Regions from separate parts of the Sus scrofa genome. Here region 1 is linked to region 2. Evidence: chromatin contacts called from public HiChIP or PLAC-seq data. All regions are on one chromosome and are shown on one strand. The core of a region is the stretch at or near the end of the contact, and the rest is flanking DNA. Distances in the headings are between cores, read along the strand shown.

Region 1 (6,380 bases), core at 2,140-4,639, 85 kb after region 2:
AAGAAAAAAAAAAGAAGACCTAGACACCATTTGCACCATCTCCCTCTATTGCTTAAAAACTCTTTCAAAGGTACGGTTCTTGGCCATTTCCCACCCTGAATGACTTTTAGCCTCAATGACTTCTTCTCAATTCATAGCTCACATGTATTCATGTTGCAAACATTCACTGAACAGCCTAGGCTATAGCAATATGATTTTGCTAAAAAGACAAGGTCCAGGGCCTCACAGAGTTTCTATTTCAGTGCCATAGAGAGCTAAACAGTCAATTACAAGAAAGAATAAAAAGTGTTAGAAGAGGTGACACCCGAGTCCCTTCAGAGAGCCAAGAAGGAGTACCTCCACTAGTCCAAAGGTGGGGTGAGGGATGGTGGCAAGAGAAGAGAAATTTTGTTGAAAATATCAGTAAAATCAACATGTAAAGAATTTAGGGACATGAGAGTGGAAATCAGGAGTGGGGGGGGGCAGGTGGGGAGGCTAGTCCACCTACAGAAATGAGCATGTGTTAAGGGCCAGAGGTGGGGAGATGAGCTGGAGGAAAGCAAAGGAGAGAAAGAAGCACAGGTTGCTGGAGAGACGAGCGGGAAGGGCGAAGAGGGAGAGATGGGTCTGTAATGATAGGTGGAGGCCAGGTCAACGCGTGCACTTTATCCTGCAAGGAGCCATTGAAGGGTTGGACATGTTTAGGTCTGCATTTTAGAAAAAAGGCATGCCTATCCTTTGTTCCAACCCCTTACCCACACTTCAGCCACACTAGGAAGACATGGTGGCCAGAGGCTGGACCAGGGTAGTGGCCAAGGAGTGAGGAATGACTGAAGGAGGTCCAACATTCAGTGAATGACAGGGCTGTGACCAGCGAGGAGGGGGAGGAGTTCCGGACGACCTCTAGGGACTGGTAGGGTTCAGGCATCTGGAGGAATGGTGGTGTCCTTTACTGGGTGGATTCATTTTTGTACAAGTTATGTTTGAGCTGCCTCGCGCAGGGCACAGAACACAATGTGTTCATTAAGGAAAATTTTTGATGACTTTTCTCCTCCCTCCCGCATCTTTCATATTAGGATCACTCTCTCCTTATCTTGAGTCACTTTTTTCAGACAGATGTACTTCCCTCTTTGCCTTTGGGTCCACACTCACATGGGCAACATAAAAAACATGGTCTATGGGCTTCAGGTTTTCACCACTTTGTGTCCCCGGAGCGAAGACTGTATTTTTTGAAGCCCTACTATGAACCAGGCACTGAAATGCAAAAACATGTCCATCAGTCATCACTAAATTTTTCTTTTTTCATTTTTTGGCCACAGCATACATATGTAATTCAAGTCTGGCCAGGGCTCGAATTGGAGCTACTGCTGCCTGCCTATGCCACAGTGCCATTGGATCAGAACTGCGTCTGCCAGATCCTTAACCCAATGAGCAAAGCCAGGGATTGAACCCAAATCCTCACAAATACAGCATTAGGTCCTTAACCCGCTGAGCCACAACAGAAACTCCGCTAATATTTCTTTCTAGCTAATGCAAATCTAAGGCATGCAATCAGACATTTAATGACGTCAGTGATCAATGAACAGCAAATTAGTAAAGGACACAAATCCAACTTTTCCCCTTACGCTTATCTTCTGCTGAAACAAACAAACGAAACCCTCATTCTTTTACATTTTAAACATTAATCTTATGGGACAGCATGATGGCATATGAAGGAACCAGTGTCAGTTCTGGGTGTTCTCCACGTGGGCTTTTAAGTATATGCATTTTTTACAATAAGCAATTTCACTTAGGTTAGTGAGGTTACCCATACTAATTTTATAATACTGTGTATCCGAATACACTGTATCTCTACGTTTTAAGTGGCCCCATGCCTGGATGAAGCATCAAAGTGAGAATGGTGAACTTGAAGAGTCTTTAAAACATCTTGAAGCAATAACAAGCCACAGACTGCAGCAGGGGCGTTTTTAAACATTACACAGGACGAAAACAATTGAACCAATTTGTCCTTTGTTCTTTTTATTGCATTCTTACATTAAAACTGTTTAAAAAGAAACTCAAAAAGCATTAAATCTGGTACCAAGCTCTACAAAGTCCTCCCAGGAGCCCGGTTTGCACAGAAAGTGAGTTTCCGCCGCCGCCAGGCTCCAGTGAAGCCCCCCCCCCCCCCCGCCCAGCCCGGCGCCACCCGCCCCGGGGACGCTTGTGCTCAGTCCCGGGGACGCGACACCAAAGGAAAGGCCGCCGCGCCAAGCCCTCAGCTCGCCCCGAGTTCTCCCTCCGGGCAGGAGGATCCGGACCCAAGTTTGCCAAGTTTTCCGACAGGCCCGGCTGAGCAAATGCCGCTGCGTCCGGCCGCCTTTTCGCTCCAGCTGCAGGCCCGGCCCGTGGGAAGTTTGTTCGCGGTGGGGTGGGGGGGGGGGGCGTTATCCCGGCCTTCAAAGAAAAGTCCCGGTAGGCGGTGCACCACCAGCCGGGCCGCACCCCCGTGGGGAAGACAACACGGGGGCCTCCGAGCCCCAAGGCACAAAGAAAGCGCTCTAGAGGATGGCGAATGACCTTGGAAACGCGGGACCATTTTAGGGTTGCAGTCCCCCAGCTGCCCTCCCTTTCCGCGCCGCTCTTTCTCTCCCGACGCCGCCCCGGCCCACCCGCCGCTTCCCCAGCGGTGCCTTTTTCAGCTTTTTCTTTAAGAGAGTTGTGTGCGCTGGGCCCAGGAGGGGCCGCGCTGGCCGCGGGGCCCAGCCCTTCCCGCCGCGCCCGGGGCCGCCCTTCCCGCCGGAGCTGGCTGATTGATGGCCCCGGCCGGCCCGGGTCTCCCGCCTCGGCTCGCCCGCGAGCCCGCCTGTGTGTTTTGGAAGCGGCGCAGCGGGCTGCAGCCCTGTGACGCCCGGAGCGGCCAGTGCCGCCCTTCCTTCCCCCCGGGCTCGGGCGGCGGCGCGGCGGCGGGTCCAGGCCGGGCGGGGCCGCGGGCTCCGGGGCGGAGGGCGACGGGAGGGGGTGCGGGCGGGGACTCCCAGGCGGGGGCTCCGGGGCGGGGGGCGGGGGCTCTGGGGCGGGGGCCGCGCCGCGTACGCCCAGCCCCACGGCCGCGCCGCGCCTCGCGGGACAGGTTGGGCCGGCGGGGCGGCGCCCGGCTCCGGGGAATAATGAGTGTCTGTCAGGCCGTCCCCGGGTGACTGGGCGGGGCGGGGCGGAGGCGGCGCAGGAGGAGGGGGTGGCGGGGGAAGGGCGCAGGGCGGGGTGCGTGTTTGCGCGAGTGACTCCGCCGACCCCTCCGGCGGCTGCCTCCACCCAAGTGGGTGGGGACCCGCCCAGCCCGGGCGGCCGCAGCGGCTCCCTCTCCCCTCCCTGACCCTCCCACCCCGGGTCCCAGCCTCTACTTACCCCGCCAGCCCCGGGAGGCTCGCAGAGCGAGCGGCGCCGGCGTCATGTGACTGCCCGGAGTTGGTGCCAGGAGCCAGAGGGGAGCCAGGAGCGGAGCCGCGCGGAGCCGGGGCCCGAGCCGGAGCGCAGCGCGAGCGCCCGCCGAGCTGTGCCGCGCCCGCCGCACGCGCGCCAGTCCCCGTCCCGGTCCCCTGCGGCCGCCAGAGCCAACGCCGCCAGGACTGGAGCGCTGACACCACTGCATCCGCGGGGCTCCAGGGAGCCCAGGTCTGGGCCTTTATTTCTCGCCTGCAGCGCTCAGCACCGCGCCTCGAAAAGTAAGTCCCCTCTCCCTCACCTTTCCTTCTCGCCCCGACTCCCGCTGCCCCTGTTTTCGGCTCGTCTGGTTTCCTTTTTTTGGGGGGAGGGGGGCGCGGTGAATGGGCTGGGGGTGCAGCGCGGAGGTGGGGGCTCCCGTGGGCTTGGGAAAGTGCAACAGCTCCTCGCAGCCGGGGGTGGGGTAGAGGAGGCGAGGCGGAGGGGCCCCCGGTGAAGCAGTGGAAAGTGTGGGATTGAGGAGAGCCACCGTGCGGATCGGCGGGTGCGGGGAGCGAGGCCGGTGGCGCCCGCCGCGGCCCCGGATAGGGCGCGGGCGGGGGCTCACCTGTGTGGTCCCCCGACCGCCGCCCGCGCGCTCTCTCGCGATTCCCTCCTAAGCCCCAGAAATCTCAGTGCTCTCCGCGTGTGGCAACGTTGTTTGGAAAAAGGTAGCACAGAGGCCGCGCGCTCCTGCTCCTCCCCCTTCTCCCCCATCTGGTCCCCCCCCCACCGCGCGCCCTCCCCCTCCCCGCCCTCCGCCTGCGCCCCCCGCCGCCCCCCTCTGCCGACGGGGCGCGCTGCCGCTCACCAGCGGCGGGAGCAAACTTGGAGCAGGCCCTCTGGGAAGAAACTTGGGGCGATTGAGAGTGGAGGCAGCATCGCATTCTCGGTCCTGGAGCCCGGGAGCTGCCAGGGCGTCTGGATCCCCGGGGGCAGGAGAAAGAGCTGGCCAGGTTTGGAGAGACCTCCTCCGGGGCACGGAGAGAACCTGCCGCAGTGTCTGGAGCGAGGATTGCAGCGTGGCTGGAGGCGGAGAACGCCTTAGGCAACTGCCTGCAGCGTTAGGGACCCGATCCGGTGGGGACCGAGGGACGGACCTCTGGACCCGAACCTTTGGGACCTAGCCTTTCTCGGAAGGGCTTTCTTGGAGATGGCAGACAATACCTGGAATTGTCATAACGACTTCTTTGGCAGATAAAAGGGAACACTCGATTCTGCTTTAAATTTTACAGCAGTATACAAAAATATTAGATAAAGAATATGCGCATGGGACTTTTATTTTTCTAAGTCAGGTTAAACGGAAACTGGTAATTGCTCACCTTCTTGTATTTCACTAAAATAAACATTTTACAAACTCAGAATACATCTTTCCATTAATGTCACCCAAGACACTAAATATATTGATTCTCACAAGAGTCTGGTATATGGAGAAAAGTATGGAGTGGTATTATGACTTCATTTTAATTTAGTATCTCTAATTATTAAGCAAAATTAATTGGGGGCATAGGGTAGTTGTTCCTTACAGGTTATTCTACAGAACAATTTTGTGCTGTCTTTTTCTGAGTGCTTTATGTATGCATTTGTGGAGTATTTTTGTTGAGAAATCCATGAGTGATCCACCTAGCACAGGAGAAGGCTTGCTTTTAGGGAAAACCCAATCTGATAACATTAACAGCTCCAAAATTTTGTGAGTTCATAGTATTTTTAAAACAAAGAGTGGTTGAAAGAGTTTTTTCCTGGCTCCAAGCATGGAGTATGGGAGTTGACCTTATTCTGTTAACAGAATCCTGAAATGAGATGTTTGATTAATTTAAGCTCCCTAGAGAAGCTGATATCTCAATTTCTACAGTCTGTGGGGTTAGCTGCAGAACTGTTAGAAGAAAACAGTCTAATGTACTGTGGGTGAGTTCAGTGAAGATAGTCTTCAAGAAGCATTCTGCTTGCATGAAGTCATGAGAGTGCAAGTATAAAAATCCTAAAGTGAGAATAACAAAGAAAAGTAGCTGCTTAGACCACAGAACCTTGTTACATGTAAAACATGGCAACATAGCTTTGGATAAAGCTATTGTTTTTTTTCACTGCAAAGTTTCTAAATTAAAACCCAGTCTTCTGGTTGCTATGGACACAGTGATGCCTTTTTTTTTCTTTCTTTCTTTCTTTCTTTCTTTCTTTTTTTTTTTTTTTTTTTTTTTTTTTTTTTTTTTTTTTTTTACCTGTAGTTAGTGTTTATACACAGATTCTTAAATCTCTTGCTAATGGAAACCTGAGTTCAGCAGTTCTGGCTAACACAATAAAAGAGAAATAGTGGGAAAAGGACAATGAGTGGATTTTGCTACCTTAAAAATATCTAAAGGAAAGTAGACCTTTTAAGATGTCTTATAAATGTTGATAGTCTATTGTACAGATTGCATAATAATTTTGGATTAAATGAAATATCAGGAACAGAATCACATTCTCATAAGGTGGATTTCTGTAGACGTGTGTACATGGAGAACAGATGTGCAGCTGTCTGCACTTGAGGGAGATAGTGGAAATTTAGGGTGACTCTAGATGTTCCACACCTTTTGTCTTAGAATTTAGTTCTGTAGAGTTGGTCCCGCTTCAGTTGTGTGGGGTGACCCCAGTGTCATCTGAATTCTCAGCAGCAGTGTTCTCTCTTCATTTGCCTCTTGATGCTCTGAGGCTGAACAGTCGTCTTTACCCTAACCCAGAATTTCTCGCTGGTGGCTGAAGACCAACCATTGGGATGGGGGAGAAAGAAAAGAAAAATTGGCAGGAGGCTGGTGTTAATTAGGAAGGTCTCTGCTGCTTGACTATGATAAAATCACATGTTCACTTATGTTTACTGTATGTGGAAGCTCCTATTTGTAAATAGGGCAGGTCCCCTGTATAAAGCTGGTGTGATTATTCACACCCATAGAACAAACACCTCCACC
Region 2 (6,066 bases), core at 254-2,753:
TGACTAGTATCCAAGAGGACACAGGTTCGATCCCTGGCCTCACTCAGTGGGTTAAGGATCCCTCGTTGCCGTGAGCTGTGGTGTAGGTCACAGATGAGGCTCGGATCCCAGGTTGCCGTGGCTGTGGTATAGGCTGCCAGCTAGAGCTCCAATTCGACCTTTAGCCTGGCAACTTCCATATGCCACAGGTGCAGCCCTAAAAAAATAAATAAATAAAAATAAAGACACAAGCCAGAAGTGGGAGGCTGGATCATTCTCCTCCAAACCCCACAGCTGCTATGGCACATGGAAGGAATGGAATGGAGGCTGCAGAGTGAACCTCAGTGTCTGCCACGAGCCAGGACTTGAATTCATGACTTAGGACTCTAAATCCTATGGCGTTTCGTTTGTTTGTTTTTCTCTATCTCTTACGTGTCATTATTCTTCACTGCTGGAGCTGATCGTTCTAACTAAAATTGTTATTTTTGAGTGTGAATGTGCCTAAAAAAGCCGTTCTGTGCCCGGAAGTCCTTTCCAACCAGTGAGCACCAAGGCTGGATGTGCCTTTGGGTGTGTAGCCATGAGCTTTCGCTTCTTCGATTATGTCTCCAACTCACGTCCCTCTCAGTTTTGTTATATGATTTTAATTTTTTCCATTATAGTTGATTTAAATATTCTGTCAATTTGTGCTGTACAGCAAAGGGACCTGGTCATACATATATACACATATTATTTTTCTCACATTATCCTCTATCATGTTCCATCACTAGTGAGGAGATAGAGTTCCCTGTGCTGTAGGGAACTATATAAACAGGATCTCATCGCTTACCCACTCCTAATGCAATAGGCTCTAAATTTGTTTGCTCCATTCATTTTTGTTTCCAATACATTTTTGTTTCTTTGTGTCAGGGCCCAACCAGGAAGACAGAAACCACGCTGAATATTTGAAACAGAGGAAGTTTAATGCACTGAGATGAAAGAAACTTAAAAGCTAAACAAGGGATGGTGAGGCAATCTAGAGACTAGCCACGGCAGGATGTTGCTGCCACTCCCAGGCTGGAGGGACAAAGGGAGGAGGTGATGCTACCCAAGCCCTGGGCCTGGGATTACCCAGAGGAAGTGGGAACTATGGCAGGTTTCCTGTGAGAGCTGGAGACAAGGAAGAGAGGCCGCAGCTGCCAGAGGTACCATGCCAGTACCAAGGGAGGGAGAAACACTCAGACTTCTCCCTCCCTCCTGTTCTCCAAACGGCCACCAGAGCATCCGGGGGTCAAACCCAGTTCAGAGCCCTGCTGACAGGGAGCCTGAGAACGTCAGCCTGGAGGGGTCAAGGCCCTCTAAATACACGGCCAGGGAAGGAAGTGGGGAGGAATGGATCAAGCTAGCACATTTGCATGACAACATCAGGCACGTTCACGGCGGAAATTTTAGAAAATACAGATCTGCAGAGAGGCAAAGGTACAAACCATGATCTTACTAGGGAACTGCTGAGCGCTCCCTATTTCTCATTAGTCACTGGGGGATCCGTGTTCTGCTCCTTTGCCCGTCAACAGGCCAAGCACTCTGGCCGTTTGACATTTCGTAATGTACACCCTGAGAAATTCAGTTTCTCCTCTCTATCAAGTCAAATGTGAAAAAAACAGATGTTACAACTGTGGTTAAGAAAACCTTTATTTCCTAAGAAACTGACTGACTTCTTTTCCCAGATAATGTGAGTTCTATGATTTATCAGATTTCCTCTTTTTGCCCAGGCTACCAGGAAACTCCAAGTCACATGCTCAAGACCAGTAACTTTAAGCCTTTATAGTGGCATGTTCTCCTTCCCTCTTCTTCATGTTCTGAAGTATATTGTGTCACATCAGCTCTGTGATGTATGTGGACGCATGAAGAAGACAGGGGCAGACACAGGCGCCTAAGGCAGAGGCCCTGGAGTTATTCCCCAGAGAGTTGCTGGGAGATGGCTTAGCCTGTCCAACTTTGTCCTCTCTGAGCCAGCTGGCCAGCACTGGGGAGTTGTCTGCCACCGTGGAACAGATTCTACACCCTCCTCAACAGCAGATGGCCACTCTGCACTAATCCATGCCCTGCATCACTGCTGAGTGAGACACCACCGTCACTGCACAGCTCACTAGCATCTTTGCTCCAGCTCAGTAGGCCAGGGATTACACATGTGTGTGCTCACATAGACGCCTGCTCCATCATGTTTCAGCTAAGCGGCCCTATTAGCCTCTTCACAATGGGAAGGGGTGGAGTGAGGGGTCACCCGGGGGATTATGGTTAGATGTTTAATTAGATTGGGCATTTTAATTAGGTTGAGCACGGCTTTTTCCAGGAGGTGAAAGCATTGCCTCCTCAAGCGAGCCCCTCTCTGGCCTGTTTTAACTTCTTTGATTCCTAAGTTAGTTCCCTCTTGAAATGCTTCTCTTACAATTTTGTTTATCTGAGGCTGATAGTCTGGGCATGGTGCCCACTTTAATATGATTTTTATTGTGGCTACACATCCCCAGTGCTATCGAGAGGGTTATTATCGTGTTGTCTGAGACACCTTAACCATGGCGATTACCAGGCTGGGTGCACACCCATGCACCCCACCCCGCCCCGCCCTCCCCAGCGCTTTCTGCTTCCAATTTCAGAAACGAAGCTGACACTCGCTCCCATTCCACGGACACGATGAGCGTTTGGAACTCACCAGCGTAGCAAAGTAGATATTTGGCAATTATCGAGATCGTTGCATTGTGATAGGCAAATAGTTGATATTATTATTAAAACTGAGGTCCTGGAGTCTCTCTGTGGGTCTAAAGCACATGGAAAAACCCCCAATTGCTTGTAATTGGTTCTGAGTTCGAGAAACACATAGGCTTGCTTTCACAGCACATTTGCTTTCCTAGTTACATTTTACATAACCTAACGTGGTCACATTAGTTTGAATCCCCAAAGCACATACCAGCCCAAAGGTATGTTGCCTGCTAGGCGCGAGAGAAAAATCTGACCACAAATGCTCATCAGTGTAGCGCTGAAAGCTGGAAATAATAATAATGAAGCAGCACTGACAAAAGAAGGGGAATATTGTAGCATCTGGTTTGGAAAATGGAGTGTGTGTGTGTGTGTAAGTTCCATTCCTGGTTTCAGTACAGAATTAGGTCAGACCCTCACTCCCTTTAGACCCTTTAGAACACAGGGGTTGAAGGTGAGTGATTGTAATAATAACCCACTTCACGGGTGTGGATGTTAGCCAATAGACATGCATGTCACTGGCTATGCATGAAGGCCTAAGGTGGGGCCCGAGCCTGGACTTGTCCAGGAGGTTCATGCCTCCAGCAGATAAGAGTCCTGCTGCAGAACTGTATCGCACTAGCAGTGAGACTTACTGGAAAAACAAATAAAACATCTTAAATGTTTAAATGCATTTTCAAGTATTCATCCTCCAAATATTTAGACTCTTAAGCTGACTGGGCCAAGAACCCAAGCTTCCTGTGCATGCTGATGGTGCCAGCAATCTCCCCAAGATCAGCAAACATATAACAACTTAAAATATTATCCTCTTGAAGCCAAAAAAATAATTCCCCAGGTATTGTAGCAAAAATCAGCTGGGAGTCTCTGTCCAAAGGCCCCCTTCATCATGTCTGCAAGAGTTGACTTATTTTTTGTAAGTATAAGACATTCTTACAAAAAGCCTTCCTGAAACCATGGTCTGTGTTCATGGCAAAGCTGCATCCTAAGAAAAAAGTGGGGATGGAGATTGAGGAGTAGAGATGGGTAGGAGGGAAAGGAGGAAAGGGGGAAAGAAATGCAGAAAAAACAACAAAGAGCCTATTGAGGATAGAACGCTGGGACGCCTGAACCATGTCTTCAAGAGAGTCTGAGTAAACCAGGGATTTGGGGGTTGTTTTTCAAAGACAAGGGAGGAAGGCAAGAGTGGCAGAGGCTGATGGTCTTTTGCACCTAAATTTCTCTAAGCGCAGTCATTGTGTAATGGATTCTCCATTTCCCAGGCATAGCCCTACCAAACTTCCTCTTTTTAAAGCCTCCACAGGGAAAAAAAATTCATAGAATTCATAGAACTTCCAGGAAAACGATATAATTCTAGAGTTTACCCATCTCATCTTTATCTAAGAAGCTCCACAAGACAAAATAAGCACCTCTATTATAGATTTTGATTCTAGATACATAATTGGTATTTAGTTCAGCTTTCCTCAGGGACTAGGTAGAACAGTGGAGTCAAATCTTATATACATTAAACCTTTGTATGTTGGAGATTGGATATTGGTATTAAAAAGCATGTGCTCCAGAGTGAACGTGAGACAAGACCAAAAATCTGTTCTGTCCTCTGCCAGTCTCACGCTCACAGACCACTCCCTGTGCAGCCTTTGGCTTAAAATCCACCTTTTTAATATACACAACGCCAAAATTCAAGCTCACTGCTTCCCTGGTATGCAAACAAGAAAACAGCCACGTGCTCCAATGATGGAAGGAAAACTGGCTGAGAAACAGTATGCCAGGCTCAGCATGGCACCTCCCTAAGAGAGCTTCAAGGGAAGTTTTGATTATCTGTGATTTTCATCTTGTGGCTGACTTTGCAACCAGCCCTCTCAGCAGATACATCTCTGCTGAATGATTTCCCCCATGGCACATAGTAAAATAAAAAAGAAGTGGGACATTTTTCTGATGTCTCTGTGCCAGAACGAGAAACTCTGCTTTCTCAGTCTTGATACCTGACAACAAAACACACCAGAATCTCTTTTGATACTTTCTTAATGTGGGATACAAAAATGGTCCCCAGATAAAAGGTATGCAAGTGTCATTCATTCATTCGGTCTCTCCATTACCAAGTCCTTGCAGAAGACCAACAACATATCAGGCACAGGACTCCAGAGTGAGCTACCACTGAATCAAAAGGAGAATCAAAAATCAAATCGCCACTTGGTCATACTCAACTTGTGGCGTTGGAGGAATTGCTGATCCTTCTGGGTCTCGATGGTCTACTTGACCAAAAAAGGGGAAAAGTTGGGGCAAATAAGTTCTAAAATTCCTCCAAGGAATAAAATCCTGGTAATCAATTTAGAAATCTTTTCCAAAACCTTAAAAGAATGAAAACAAACTCCCTTATGCAAATTTATCTCTTCCTAAAAACCCTGGTGCCCTAAGCAGCTTCTTGTCCTTCGTCTTTGCTCTTCCATTCCCTCTCTCTCCCTCTCTCTCTCTCTCTCTCCTCCACAGTTGTACAATGTAACGATGTGCAAACAATATAGCCATCCACTTCTCCTCCTCTTTGACACCTGTGACCTCCAGGTAGACACATCCACAAAATGAAGGGATTTATTAGGAACTTTAGTTCCCTGTCACAGAGGCTGTTGTTCAGACCCCATCAGGGTGATTCAGGCTTCAGTGTTTTGATTAAAAGTAATGATAGCTACTTTGTGGACAGGAGATATGGAAATAGATCTCTTGTAAGATTAATCATACTTTCGGATTATGCAAATGCTTCATTTTCAATGACTGCATCATTTGTAATGTCGCTTTTGTGTCATATCATTCTGCATAGGATCTGTTCACACTTGGTTGTTGAATTTGGCACAATAAATGGCTTGAGTGTCAGTTGCCTTTATTCAATCTTATCTAAAAAAAAATAATAAAATACTCGGTTATTCCAAGGGGGGGAAATCCTATAAAATGTTTGAATGTTTATGATATTATATATCAGGATGCAGATATATAATGCAGAATGCAGAATGTTGGTGATATTACTGTATCAGAGAATGTTTACCAATATTCCTTTAAGCAATACCTACTTCTTAGTCATTCTAGTCGATCAATAAATACATATTTAAAGAAGACATATTCAATCAATAGATGTGTTGAATTCACTCCCTGAGCATTCAGGAAAAGACCAAAAGTATAAAATTTCCTGAAGTTGGGGGAGATAGAATGGAAAGCTTGAATTTGAATCCCACTTTTGTAGCTTACTAAATATTTGATCCCAAGGACAGGAGTCTGTCATTCTGAACTTTGTATTCCCAAGAAGGACATTAATAACTCCTACTTTATCTTCCTCACAAACATTTTGTGAAGATAAACTGATGATCTACA

The links. HiChIP or PLAC-seq counts read pairs in DNA pulled down with a chosen protein or histone mark.
Region 1: a contact with region 2 is called in an H3K27ac HiChIP or PLAC-seq map of alveolar macrophages. The contact joins the promoter of KLF3 here to the enhancer-like site in region 2. A contact is called at or near these places in 1 of 5 promoter capture datasets (fetal liver), 5 of 47 Hi-C or Micro-C datasets (brain, epiblast stem cells, fetal liver and 2 more) and 2 of 2 datasets of contacts at active chromatin or transcription factors (alveolar macrophages and skeletal muscle).

The regions. Positions count from the first base shown.
Region 1 is chr8:30,021,589-30,027,968 of Sscrofa11.1, forward strand. It overlaps KLF3 (Kruppel like factor 3), which reads left to right and starts at 3,390. Exons shown (of 6, transcript NM_001134352.2): 1 at 3,390-3,683. LOC100510918 (a long non-coding RNA gene) reads right to left here and starts at 3,841. Exons shown (of 3, transcript NR_045041.1): 1 at 3,367-3,841.
Region 2 is chr8:29,938,103-29,944,168 of Sscrofa11.1, forward strand. The region is part of intron 2 of LOC100510918 (a long non-coding RNA gene); the gene reads right to left. Among named protein-coding and RNA genes, the nearest start is that of KLF3, 84 kb to the right of the region's middle. Within about 2 kb of position 1,504, at least 17 of the 83 cell types and tissues checked have an H3K27ac peak or open chromatin away from gene starts, as enhancers often do. A contact at or near this core is called in alveolar macrophages and fetal liver, where this site is marked.